2 separate regions of the Hordeum vulgare genome follow, and region 2 is linked to region 1. Evidence: chromatin contacts called from public Hi-C data. All regions are on one chromosome and are shown on one strand. Each heading gives the region's core, a stretch centred on a gene start, on an enhancer-like site or on the middle of the called end of the contact. The rest is flanking DNA. Distances are from core to core; before and after follow the strand shown.

Region 1 (6,327 bases), core at 1,306-3,805:
TTTATGTCCATGAATTTTTCAGTCCCAATATCAGCACCAAAACCAGCTTCTGTAACAACAAAGCCACCCTTCCCAACCAACTTCAAAGCAATCTTATCAGCAACTATGGAAGAGTTCCCATGTGCAATGTTAGCAAAAGGTCCAGCATGCACTAAAACAGGAGTGCCTTCAAGAGTTTGCATTAGGGTGGGATGAATAGCATCTTTCATTAGGACAGTCAAGGCACCTCCAAGACCAAGATCATCAGCTGTAACCGGCTCACCTGCCTTGCTGTTGCCTATCACCATTCTTCCAAGTCTTTCCCTCATGTCAGCAAGGGAGGTTGTAAGAGCTAATACAGCCATTATCTCACTTGCGACAGATATGTCAAAGCCTGTTTCTCTCACCATACCTTTTTCTTCAGGGCCTTGTCCGACGGTGATTTTCCTCAGGAAGCGATCATTAACATCCATGACCCGTCTCCAAGTAATGGATGCAGGGTCAATATCAAGCCTTGCAAAACGCCTCACTTCTTCCGGTGTTAGCTCATCGGGGTCTGTCTTTGAGATGCCAAGCTTTATCAGGCGTCTGAGCATTACATCAGCGAAGCGCCTCTTCCCTTCTTTGTTTGGTGGACACAATCTATTGAACAGAGCTTTGTCTGATTGAGAAGCTTCATGGAAAATCCTTGTGTCAATGGCAGCAGCAAGAAGATTGTTTGCAGCTGTAATTGCATGGATATCTCCGGTCATATGGAGATTGAACTCATCCATGGGTATAACTTGACTGTAGCCACCTCCAGCAGCACCCCCCTTGATACCAAAGGTAGGCCCTTGTGATGGTTGACGGACGCAAGTGACAACCTATAACGACGACAGGAAATAAAATAGTAAACCATATCAATATCATTATGTATACAGCAATAGATGACAATAGGTTCCATATGTTCTGCATTGTGTAGTCTATTATTCATAGCCTTGAATTGTATCAATATTTACACCGATATAAAAAGCAGGAGTTGCTTCGGATACTTTCGAGATGACCAAAACTTTTAATCTAACTTGATTATTATCCATCCAGTGGCTATACAGAAGAAGTCCTACCATAAGCACTGAAAATTCTGCAGCTGTACAGAGTGTTTATGTCAACACAACTTCACAAATAAATCGATCAGATCCAACTGTTACGCAAACCCTGAACCCGTGACAGCCGATATGTACATGTGTTACAAACTAGGGGACAACAACAGATTACTACTGCACAGTCGAAATTTGTATCAAACAATTTTTAATCCTTCCAATGTTGTTCCAAATAAGCCCATTGGTTTACCTCAGTGCCGGCTTTTATCAACTCAAACGGCATTCTTACAACAAATCACAAATTGCCTGACTTTGTTCTAATCGAGAAGCACTAATGAACCTGGTGCAGGTTATCTCGTGGATGACAGCCAAACTACTCCCTCAGTAAAGAAATATAAGAGCGTTTAGATCACTAAAGAGTGATCTAAACGCTCTTATATTTCTTTACTGAGGGAGTACATTCTTACAACATATCACAAATTGCCGGCTTTGTTCTAATCGAGAAGCACTAATGAGCCCGGTGCAGGTTATCTCGTCGATGACAGTCAAATGAAAACAACTCTGAAAATCTCACCTTCTTATCAAGGAACGCCCCCAGCGCCTGGCACAGGCCGACGGTAGTCGTTGACTTGCCCTCCCCGAGCGGCGTCGGCGTGATGCCGCCGACGACCACGTAGTAGCCGTCCTGCTGCCCCTGCAGCTTGTCAAGAACGGACAGGAGGACCTGCACGTCGCCAAATAGCCGCACAGAGTCCAGTCAGATCGACTCACCCGACCACACCACGCGACGCCGGTGGTCTTTTTTTCTCGGGAACCGATCAAGAACCGCACCTTGGCCTTGTACTTGCCGTAGAGATCGTAGTGCTCCGGAGGGACGCCGAGCTCGGCGGCGATGTCGGCGATGTGGAGCGGCTCGACGGCGTTGGCGATGTCGATGTCGGCGGGCACCGGCGAGGCGACGTCGAGCCTCCGGATGGTGGGGTTGGGCGCCGGCGTCGTCATGGGCGGCACCAGCGGCGGCGCGGAGACGGCGCTGGATCTCGCGACGGCGCGGGCGGGCGGGTCGGGGCGGAGGCGGGGCGGGAGCGAGTGGTGGCGAGGGGGTGGTGGAGGCGAGAGGAGGAGTCGTCGCTGGCTGGCGGTCGCGGAGCAATTGTATATTCTCGCCCCCGCGTCGGGACGGCGGCGGCTCAGGATAATGGAGGATAAAGTTCTGGGATGGTTGGTTGGTGGGGCAGGCAGATCCATGGCACACCACACCACTGCTCCAACCCAATAATGCTACGTACTCGCGAAAAACCTCGAATTTGATTAATTAACCAACCACTCTATAAACCTTGTCGGCTCAAAGGAACTGTTTTTGACTGAAACTCTGCGCTGGATCTTCTCCCTGCCGTCAGTGTGCACTGCCGATTCTTCAGACGAACAGAGGCATTGGGTGGGATGGACGGGAGGGTATTGGGGGTGGTCTTATCTCGGATTGGACGGACGGACGGACGGACGGACGGAAGATGGACCGCGATCCCAACCCGGGGGAGAAGATAAGGGGTTCTTGGGGGGCGGTGGGTGTGGGCGACGATGCCTGCTGCAATGCAATCCCAGTCTGTATCTGTATCTGTATCTGTATCTGAATCGGGTGCTCTGGAGGTGGCAGCGACGACGCCAAGCGTGCGCGATCTTGTAGGCGGCGCCGCTTGGATCATGAGCACGGTGTGCGTGCCAGCATTGATCTGCAAACATACTTTTTTGGAATCGAGCGCTTGAGTTCAGGTGACCGTGAGCATTTAGTTTGGTCTTTTGCTCTGGCAAAAACGGCACTCCAGCAGCGGTGACACGCAAAGTTCTCTGAAGAACGGGCTGCAGGCCACGCGTGGCCGCTGCTCGGTTTGTGAGGCACGCGGCACGCCCAAAAAAAAGAAAGTACTCTCTTCGTAAACTAATATAAAAATATTTAAATCACTATTTTAGTTATTTAAATATTTTTATATTAGTTTACAAAAGAGGTATTGAATGTTACTTCCTTCTCATAATTTTTTTAAGATATCAATACAAACCGCATATGAATGTATATAGATGTACTTTAGAATCTAGATTTATTCATTTTATTTCGCATATGGTCTATATTAATAATTTTTTAAAGGGACTTGTATATAGAAACAGAGGTAATAGTATCAAACAGTAAACCGTCGCTATTCATTATTGAATTTATTATGTTCTTAGCTTGTAAATGATAAAATGATAATGCGTTTAAACTTGAAATATTGTATGGCAATAAAATATCAACCGCTTACTATCTAATATATTGTTTTAGGTTTTTAAAGAATTGGAAGTGTGATTTTCATGAAGTAACCTGGTTTTCATGTATATTCTCTTTCATGAGGCGATCGAGTGGGAGGAATGCTAACACGGTAATAACATGCATGGGGGAGACATTTTGTGTTGCTTCGAGATATGGATGTCATGTCATGCATTACAAACCGCATAATTTTTTTAAGATATCAATACAAACCGCATATGAATGTATATAGATGTATTCTAGAATCTAGATTTATTCATTTTATTTCGCATATGGTCTATATCACTCGCGGAGCTCCCGGTGGGCAAGGTGTGGCACGTGCCATACCTTGATTTGGAGCCAATTTTTTTTTAATACTAGTGCTAATCACTGCGTGCCCACGAGTCCACGACCAGACCAGACCATGACGCATCTTCTGTCTTCCTCTGCTCTGCTCCTCTCCTCACCGGCTCACCCCACGTCCCCACACAAACCCTAGGCGGCGGCGGCTGAACCAGAGGCGGCGGCGCGGGCCAGCAAACGGTGGCGGCTGCGGCCTGCGGCGGCCGGGGGATAGGGGAGGCCGGGAGAGGCGACGGCGGCGGCTGCGGCCTGCGGCGGCCGGGCGAGGCGACGGCGGGGCAGGGGATAGGGGCGACCGGGGGAGGCGACGGCCGGGGGAGGCGACGGCGGGGCAGGGGATAGGGGCGGCCGGGGGAGGCGACGACCGGGCCGCTTCTGCTTCAGGCAGCAGGCGCGCAGCAGGCGCAGGCCACCAGCGGCGCAGGCCACCAGCAGGCGCAGGTTCAGACCACTTCTGGTTCAGACATGAGCAGTGGGCATGAGAGTCTAGCAAATCCAAAAAAAGAGGAAGAGGTAATCTTTTATTTTTCTGAAATTTGAGGTGGTTGGTACTTGGTAGTGGCAGCAGATTGTATTGAGATATTAATGTTGTAATTGCAGATTTAAGAAAGTATTTTCAAGTGCTTGGTGGTGGCAGCAGCTTAAAATCGAATCCAAGCACTCGTGAAAGTGTCAATATTTCAGCACATGACCATCATCAAAATCAAGTTATTTCCATGGAAGTGGAACAAACTACAAATTCCGTTGAAGCTATAGTGGAAGAGAATGTAGAAGTTCACGGGGTTGAAGGTATAACTATTTTTAGTGAAGATTACATATATGGTGATCCAGGACTTCGCATTCCACTTGATTGTTTTGCCCCCAACATTAGAGATGATGTTAGATTTGCTTATATACGAATGGGTGCAACTCAACCAACAAGTTGCATTTCCCCCCCAAATAGAGATGGAAGATGCTTCCGACCACAATGGTATAAAGACTTTGCTTGGTTGGAATATAGTGTAACAAAGCATAAGGCTTATTGCTTCTGTTGTTTTCTTTTCAAGCATGACCGAATGGATGATAAATTTGGGCATGATGTCTTCTCCAAATTTGGTTTTGACTGTTGGAAAAATGCAGTTGCAGCATTTCGTAAACATGTTGGTGGGCCATGTAGCATCCACAATATTTCGTAAACATATTGATGAGTGCCGTGATATATCGGTGTAAGAACAAATGGCCGTGGTTATCAGGTATGTATAATGTATTGAAGAATGTTAAGTGTCTATGTGTTTTTTCCTTCTGTTATATGTAGAGTAGGTTAACTAATTTTATGATTGCCTACTTCTACAGGTATTTGAGCAAAAAAGGAGAGACCATTGAAAGATTTTTGGCTATTAAGCATGTTCCAGACACAACATCTGTTTCTTTGAAGAAGGCATTGTTGGAGGTTTTTGCTAAACACGGTTTAGTTGTTGCAAGACTACGAGGGCAAGGATATGATGGGGCATCTAATATGAGAGGAGAATTCAATGGACTTCAGAAGTTAATTCGAGATGAGAACCCATATGCTTTCTATATCCACTGCTTTGTCCACCAACTGCAGTTGGTAGTTGTTGCTGTTTCGAGATGTTGCAAGGGTGTTGAGGATTTTTTTGAATATGTGACCATGATTGCCAATCTCAGTACTTCATCTTGCAAGAGGAAGGATAAATTGCTTGACAAGCAAAAGGAAATTCTTTTGGATAAGATTGAGAGAGGTGAGATGACCACAGGAAGAGGGAGAAATCAGGAAACATCCTTAGTCAGACCTGGAGACACAAGATGGGGATCTCATTACACAACCTTATCTCGCATTGAATCAATGTGGGATGCAGTCATAGAAGTTTTGGGCATTGTTGAGGATGATGTGCGTGTTCCATGTAGGGCAGGAGGTTTGGTTCATCAAATGGAAACTTTTAGCTTTGTGTTCATCCTGAAGATGATGTTAAAAATCCTTCGTATCACAAATGATTTATCTCTTCTATTGCAAAAAAAGGATCAAAATGTTGTTCAGGTATGTGATGGATCATGTTAGATGTATGTAGTATGGTTCATATATTTAGTTCATGTCAGCATACATGCATCTAAAATTGTATTTATCTCATTTCAGGCAATGTCATTGGTTACGGATGTGAGAACACGTTTGATCAACTTCAGAAATGATGGTTGGCAGCCACTATTGGAAGATGCCAAAGCCTTTTGCACCAAAAACAACATTCCAATACCAAATATGGATGACATCTTTACAAAGTGGGGTAAATCAAGAAAAGGTGGACGAAACAATGTCACAGCTGATCATTTTTTTTGTGTGGACACCTTCTATGCTGCTATAGACTCCATCACCACAAAGTTCGATCATCGTTTTAATGAGGTATCTTCAGAGCTGCTCCAGAACTTCTCTTGTCTTGACCCAAGAAACTCCTTTTCTAGGTTCAACCTGCATAAACTAGCTAGACTCACAGAGATATACCATGATGATTTCTCTGATTATGAACGTGAACATATAGAAGATAACCTTGATCTATTCATTATCCATATGAGAAGAATTGAAGACTTTAGATCTTGTCATGATATTGCAAGTCTAGCTAAAATGATGGTTGAACTTGAAAG
Region 2 (6,299 bases), core at 3,172-5,671, 350 kb before region 1:
TTCACACACAAAAAAAAAGATATCTTCACAGTTCGTTTGGCACACATAGCTCCGCCGCTGACGGTAACACCAGCACTAGTGGAAAGCTCGTTTTGCACACGGTCGTATGCATATCTTGGACCATCAGGTCGCATGTGAATCACCAACACGGCGTCCATTGGTATGCAAAAAATATCTGGAACATCAGGTCTCATGTGGATCAGCAAACAACATTCAAATTTCAACGTAAAGAGACTTTTTTTAATCTACTTCCTCTGTACCAAATGTAGTTGGGAAGAAATAAACTAGTTAGTCTCCAACTACAATTATTTTTGTTGGGATCAGCAAACAACTAAACTAGTTCTCCCCAACTATAATTATTTTGGTACAGAGAAAGTAGTTCTAAAGCCCTTTTATTTCCATGGGCAATGAGGAAGGATTCTCCCCAAGACAGGATTCTTTGCTTACATTCCAAGGTGGGAATGGGTGACAAAATTTATCAAAAATCAGAATGGAGACCAATGTGCCACATGACAGTACGCGACCAAAATAATGAGGAAAAATCTAGATGCACATTGATCTAAGGTTGCTACAGTTATAAAATTAGCCATATATTTCTGGCAGGTTGAATCAACTGCATTATTATTTAATAATCTTCACGCGAAGAGGTTGACCACACAGCCTACAAGCATACAACTAGGATGAATCACCATATTTAATTTTTTGCCACCGTAGAAACCGAGAATGTCTGCATACCGAAGAAAAACGAGCCTCTTCTAAAGATAAACACAACAGGAGGAACTCAGTTCCATCCACCAACAAGATTGCTCCATAATGAAAAGCTGGTCATCGACTCTAGCTAGAAAAGATCGGATCATAAGACGGTAGAAGCTTCCATCTCATTTCGTCTTTAGCGCGACGCACGTGATCTCACTCAAGCATCGGACTTAGCTGATCTCACCTTCATCCTTGAGCAAGAAGCCGCTCCACAGCAGCGAGGTCTCCTCCTTCGAGCAGGCCGTGGTGACGATGGTCACGTTGAACCCTCCAATGGTCTCGAAGATCTCGAAATGGTCCTCTATCTCCGGGGAGAACTCACAGAACTCCGTCGCCATGAAGAACTTGACGCAGTTCCCCTGCTCGAACGCCACCTTGGAATCCAGCATCGACATCACTGTCAGGACCCTGACCAGGAAGTTGTACATCCCGTGCCCACGGATGATGCTCTGCCTAAGGGACACGGCGTCTTTCTGGGACCCCAGGTATGCATTGGTCGCCTTCCCTTTCAGATGGGCGGGCAGCTCCGCCTGTATGCATCTCTGGCCGCACAGAATCTCCATGGCCAGTTTCCCAAACTGGATTTTGGCACCGGTGGTAGACTTGGGCACCAGTCTGATCTCAAACAACCCAGGGACCTCCATGGTGTTGGTGTGGTTCAGTTTGAGCAACAGATCCTCACGCAACACATCTTCGTAGTGGAAATGGAGTGGGAACATCATGGCTTTTCCGCTTTTCGAGCCCTTGGCCTTTTTGCCCACCCGCCGTTTCTGCACAAACAGATTATTTATTAGCAATTTCTACCAGAAGCATCACTACTAATCCACTACAATTGAAGTTGTCATCATCATCAGCAAATCACAATATTAGATCAATTGAACATCACATGATTAACTGCACTTCATCACTGCATAACCCTCTTACATTTTTCTCTTATGCTTCCCCATTTAAATACTTGTACAAAAAGTTTTAGTTAAATCTGCATGCAGGTTATAGATGAAGAATATATGTTGATGACATGTGTCACCACATATTATATTTTCTGATCTCTGCTCAATTCTTCAGATATCCTCATCTCTACATGATATTTTCCACAGAATGTCTGCTGTTTCCTAAACTAGCAGACCGTCCATATGAGATTCAATAGATACAATATGGGCAACCAGTAGAAGCATGTTTCTATCGAGCAGAATTTAGTTCGAGTTTTCATATTTATTTTCTATTTACAATCTTATGCAAAAGTTTTGGCCAAGAAAATGTTTAAACTCCTGCTGTTAATCTATATATGTAGTTATATACAGCACATCTGGTTTCAATCATGCTTGACCTAAATTAGTTTAGTACTTGGATGTCAGTTCCATTTTACATTAACTTGATGGAAAAGTCACCTCTAACCGCTAAAGATACGGAAACCAACTATAATACATGATCACTGAATCAACTGAACTATTTCTACTCCCTTTTCTCTACCATCACTTTTAAACCCTTCTTTTATCCAGGCCAGTCATCTGGCACGTGCAAGAATTCAGACTGTCAGTTAGCACGCATAGCATGTTATTCTCTTTTGACACTCTTCCCTGTTTTTATTGGATGCAGGATCCAACGATATGAACGTTGATACTGCCCTAGCGATAAAGAATCGGTGCAAAATTTCTCTGCTGTAAGGCATATGCTAATCCAGTTGTGATGGTGGTATACTGTCTCGAAAGACAGTCCACTACGTGCATGAATACCCAGTCCTTGTTTGTTGTGCTCTGTTTTTGGTGAAGTACAAGGCATATAATGTCTACCAAGATCAGAATGCATGTATTCATGGATAGTTCTTTATATATACACATAAAGTAGCGCAGTACAATTTAACACATTATGGTGTGTGGTTCAATTTAACAAATGCAATGTATCGCCAGGATAGAATAGACCCAGAATCTCCCCTTGGCAATAGCATTCTGGTTTTCTGGTGCTATTCTAATTCCTCGGTTTTAATTATCTAATGTACTCGCATTTACCCGGACCAAGAAAAAGAGGTATTATTTTCTCTCTGTACTAAACTATCTCCATATGGAGATATCAGCTAATTATACACATATTATAGTATTAAAGCAACATTTTGAAGTGGTTCTAAACAAAACATCAGCCAGGGCCTCACTTGCCGGCCCAGCAAAGCACGTGTATTCTGCTAGCTGCTACTCATATGCAAATGGACCCTACACTCACACACAATTAGCAGAACATGAGAGATTCAGGGAGGGGAGTAACACACCTGCTCTTCCATGACAGGGACACCTGAAGCGGCATCATCTGCTGCAGGGCTTGAGCTGCACACATATGGAACGAACAACTCATTAAGCTCTTTGTGCAAGGAAGAGTGAGGCTGGCATCAGAGACTGGAGATGGTAACAAGAGATGTACCTGAAGGCGCGGGCGAGTGGTGCAAGCCTCGAAAGCAGATGAGGCACGCCAGCGTGCTGGTGCGCCCTGGAGGCCGCCTGATCAATCAGACCACACGCAGTAAAACACATCAGATCAGTTGAAAGATGTTGTGAATCAGTGTCCACCTTCAGTTGTAAAGAAAGAGGTGAAAGAAACGCGGGGGAGGGGCGCCTGACCTGAGAGATGGTGGCAGAGGCGAGTGCATGGCCGGACCTGGACGCGGCGATGAGAGATCTGATGGACATGGCTGCTTGCGCTTAAGCTTTCTCGGCGGCAGCGACCTGTGGAGACAGAGAGGAGGAGAAAGTGATGAGGAGCCCCGTGGACCTTGCGGGTTGGAATGGGTATTGCAACAGCTTTCAGTCATGAACAAGGTAGACAAGTTAAAAAATGGGGCGTTGCTCATCCTAAGCTGGTTGCGGCGATTCGTGTCTCTCGAGCATCTGACCGTAGCTGATCAGAAATCCTAACCATTTAACTACCATGGTCATGTATGTACACGGAACAGCAACCAAGCCTGCAGCTCGCAGTGTTAGCATTTGCGGTTTTCTTGGTGACGTATATAAATCTAGACACCGACTGTTGCCTAAACTGTTTATAAATGATGGCATTCAGATAAATGAGCCTAGCCCAACAGTAAAAACACCATCATTTAAGAGATATAAACATGCTTGCACCTCCGACACACTTGAATCTCTAACAAACTACTCCCTCATTCATTTATTTATGAACATCAACTGCACGCAACCAGTTTTATCATGGGACCATATATATGCAACTATGCAAGAACATTTGTAAAAAGGAACCATGGGCCAAATAGGCGCATCAGAAGGGCAATGGGTCATCATTTGTAATCCAAGTAAAAGTACAGTAGTTGGCAGCAGCGGCAGCTTCCAGATGAAAAGAAGCCCCTAATCAGCTCAGAAATGCACGGACAGACCATGGAGCACATTGAGGGGAGAAACGTGGGATGAGGAGAGTTGGGGCCGGTATTGGGCAACCGGGGGAGGGGAAGGGGCGACGGTGGAGCAGCATCCGGCGGCAGTCAGAGGGAGAGGGGGAGAAGGTGAGCTACGTGGGGGAGGGGGAGAAGGAATGGGGGCGCGCCGGTAGACGGGGAAGAGTGGGGGCGCTGACCTCTGCGGCGGCGATGGCCACCAGACCCGTGCGGCGGCGGCGGCGTGATCTGGGAGTGGGAGTGGGGGCGGCGAGAAGACAATGGGTGTCGTCGTCGTGTCACAGGGTCGCAAGGGGCGGCTGGGCCAGCCCAACAACGGCGGGCTCTGCTGGGCTTCCTTTTCCCTCTTCCCCTCGAAAACACACGCAATTCGTCAAGTCCGGTTTCTCTCAAAATCCTAAGGGCTACTAGCAACTTACACGGCTTAAAATTATCAAAATCATTTCCCTTCATTCTTTCCAGGCAATTCAACTTCATTTTTTTTATCATCTGCGGAGATATGTATGTGCCTGGCTAGAATTCACACGTCTTTCGCAATTCAAATTTCTTTCACTACGACCCAACCTCCCCCCAAATATGGCCTGAGAAAAATATATTTTTTTATCTTTGTATTAATGATGTGGATAGTTTATACTTCCTCCGTTCCTAAATATAAGACATTTTAGATATTGCACTATAAACTACATACGGATGTACACGGACATATTTTAGAATGTAGATTCACTCATTTTGCTCCGTATGTAGTCTCCTATTGTAATCTTTAAAAAGTCTTATATTTTAAAACGGAGGGAGTACATCATAACCTTATGTTTTCGGTCAATCTGCCACCTTAAGATCGAGCATCTCCAACGACCAACGGCATACAAGAAAATCATAGTTGTGACAACAAAACAACTGTTATTTTTTTTGTTTTTAGGATCGAAAAAGTCTCCAAGCCTCCAATAACAAACCAGTCTACAAGGGGACCAAATTTTCTTGTCACAAAATAAAATGGTGCGCCGGGCCAAACTGCTGACCCTGTGAAACAAGAAATATCAGATTTACAAGGTTCCCAGAGCGAACGAGAATCGCCTCCGGCCACCCCTCCGAGGATGCCACACCTTGACCTCCGGTCTCCCTCACGTCACCATTCCTTGCCACCCGGTGCTTCTTCCGTCGACGTTGCACTCCACTGGCCAAAAGTGAGCCCAACGCACCCAACGTGTTCAGCAAAAGTGAGCCCAAGGCACCCAATGTGTTCATCGAATTGCCACAAAGTTGATTTATTTTTTTATTCTGCTTCTATTGAATATGATGTAGTTGTGAATATTAATAGTCAAAATAGATAATTTTACATTGAATTGTAAGTTGCCATGAAATATGAGGCGAAATTGACATCTTCTTTCACCTTTTGGTCAGCTCGAAAAGCAGGAAATTTTATGGAGACCAAAAACCTTCTCTCTTCACACCTAAAATTTGGTCTTCAACTTTTTTGGTCAACTGTTGGAGATGCTCCAGGGAGAGACTACCCACACCCATTCCATTGTGACTTGAACATTGCAGTAATAAAAATGTTCAGAGATTCACCAGCTTGTACATAGTCATCAGTACCTAAGAGTTCAGAAGCTAGAACACACTTAAAATGCTGCAACTGGAAAAAGAAATCGTACCCTAAGAATAGCACACAGGCAGAAATCACGGCTTACAATATGGGATCAGCCATGGACAAGCGGATATATACATCCAATCAGCGTGCGAGCTTTTCTATACGACGGGAGCTGTACCAAGCATTGAACAAGCGAATGCATTTGATCCACCCGTCACCTTCTCTTCCTAGATCACAACATGGTCCGAGGAACCAACTCCTTTTTCGACACAGAATCAGCATCTGTGGACAGATGAAACAACATGAGCTTTCTATATGAGCAAATATATCAGCTGCAGCATGTGACGCATTAAGTCGACATTGGATATTATCAAGAAGGTACCTATCACATTGCACAGTAATGATGTGTATTACCTGAAAAGAACCTACCAACCAGGGATAAGCCTTCAAATATGTACTACTTTGCAAGCATCCTCATGAGCAAATGGCATGAAGACACAAGCTGAAATTTCTATGTGTGCATTTGATTATGCAACCCAGAGTTCACACGATATGAATGCACTATGCTGA

Evidence for each region. A called contact is a pair of places that touch in the nucleus more often than the background predicts.
Region 2: a Hi-C map of leaf shows a contact between it and region 1, with 3 times the contacts expected there. The contact joins the promoter of LOC123398427 here to the promoter of LOC123398418 in region 1. A contact is called at or near these places in 2 of 6 Hi-C or Micro-C datasets (leaf and seedling).

The regions. Positions count from the first base shown.
Region 1 is chr5H:453,675,427-453,681,753 of MorexV3_pseudomolecules_assembly, reverse strand. It overlaps LOC123398418 (formate--tetrahydrofolate ligase), which reads right to left and starts at 2,555. Exons shown (of 5, transcript XM_045092892.1): 1 at 1,890-2,555; 2 at 1,633-1,782; 3 at 1-842. The coding sequence starts at 2,306.
Region 2 is chr5H:454,030,374-454,036,672 of MorexV3_pseudomolecules_assembly, reverse strand. LOC123398427 (60S ribosomal protein L5, mitochondrial-like) reads right to left here and starts at 4,421. Exons shown (of 5, transcript XM_045092899.1): 1 at 4,324-4,421; 2 at 3,363-3,467; 3 at 3,166-3,242; 4 at 3,017-3,071; 5 at 575-1,526. The coding sequence starts at 3,431. The coding sequence ends at 927. It also overlaps the pseudogene LOC123396865.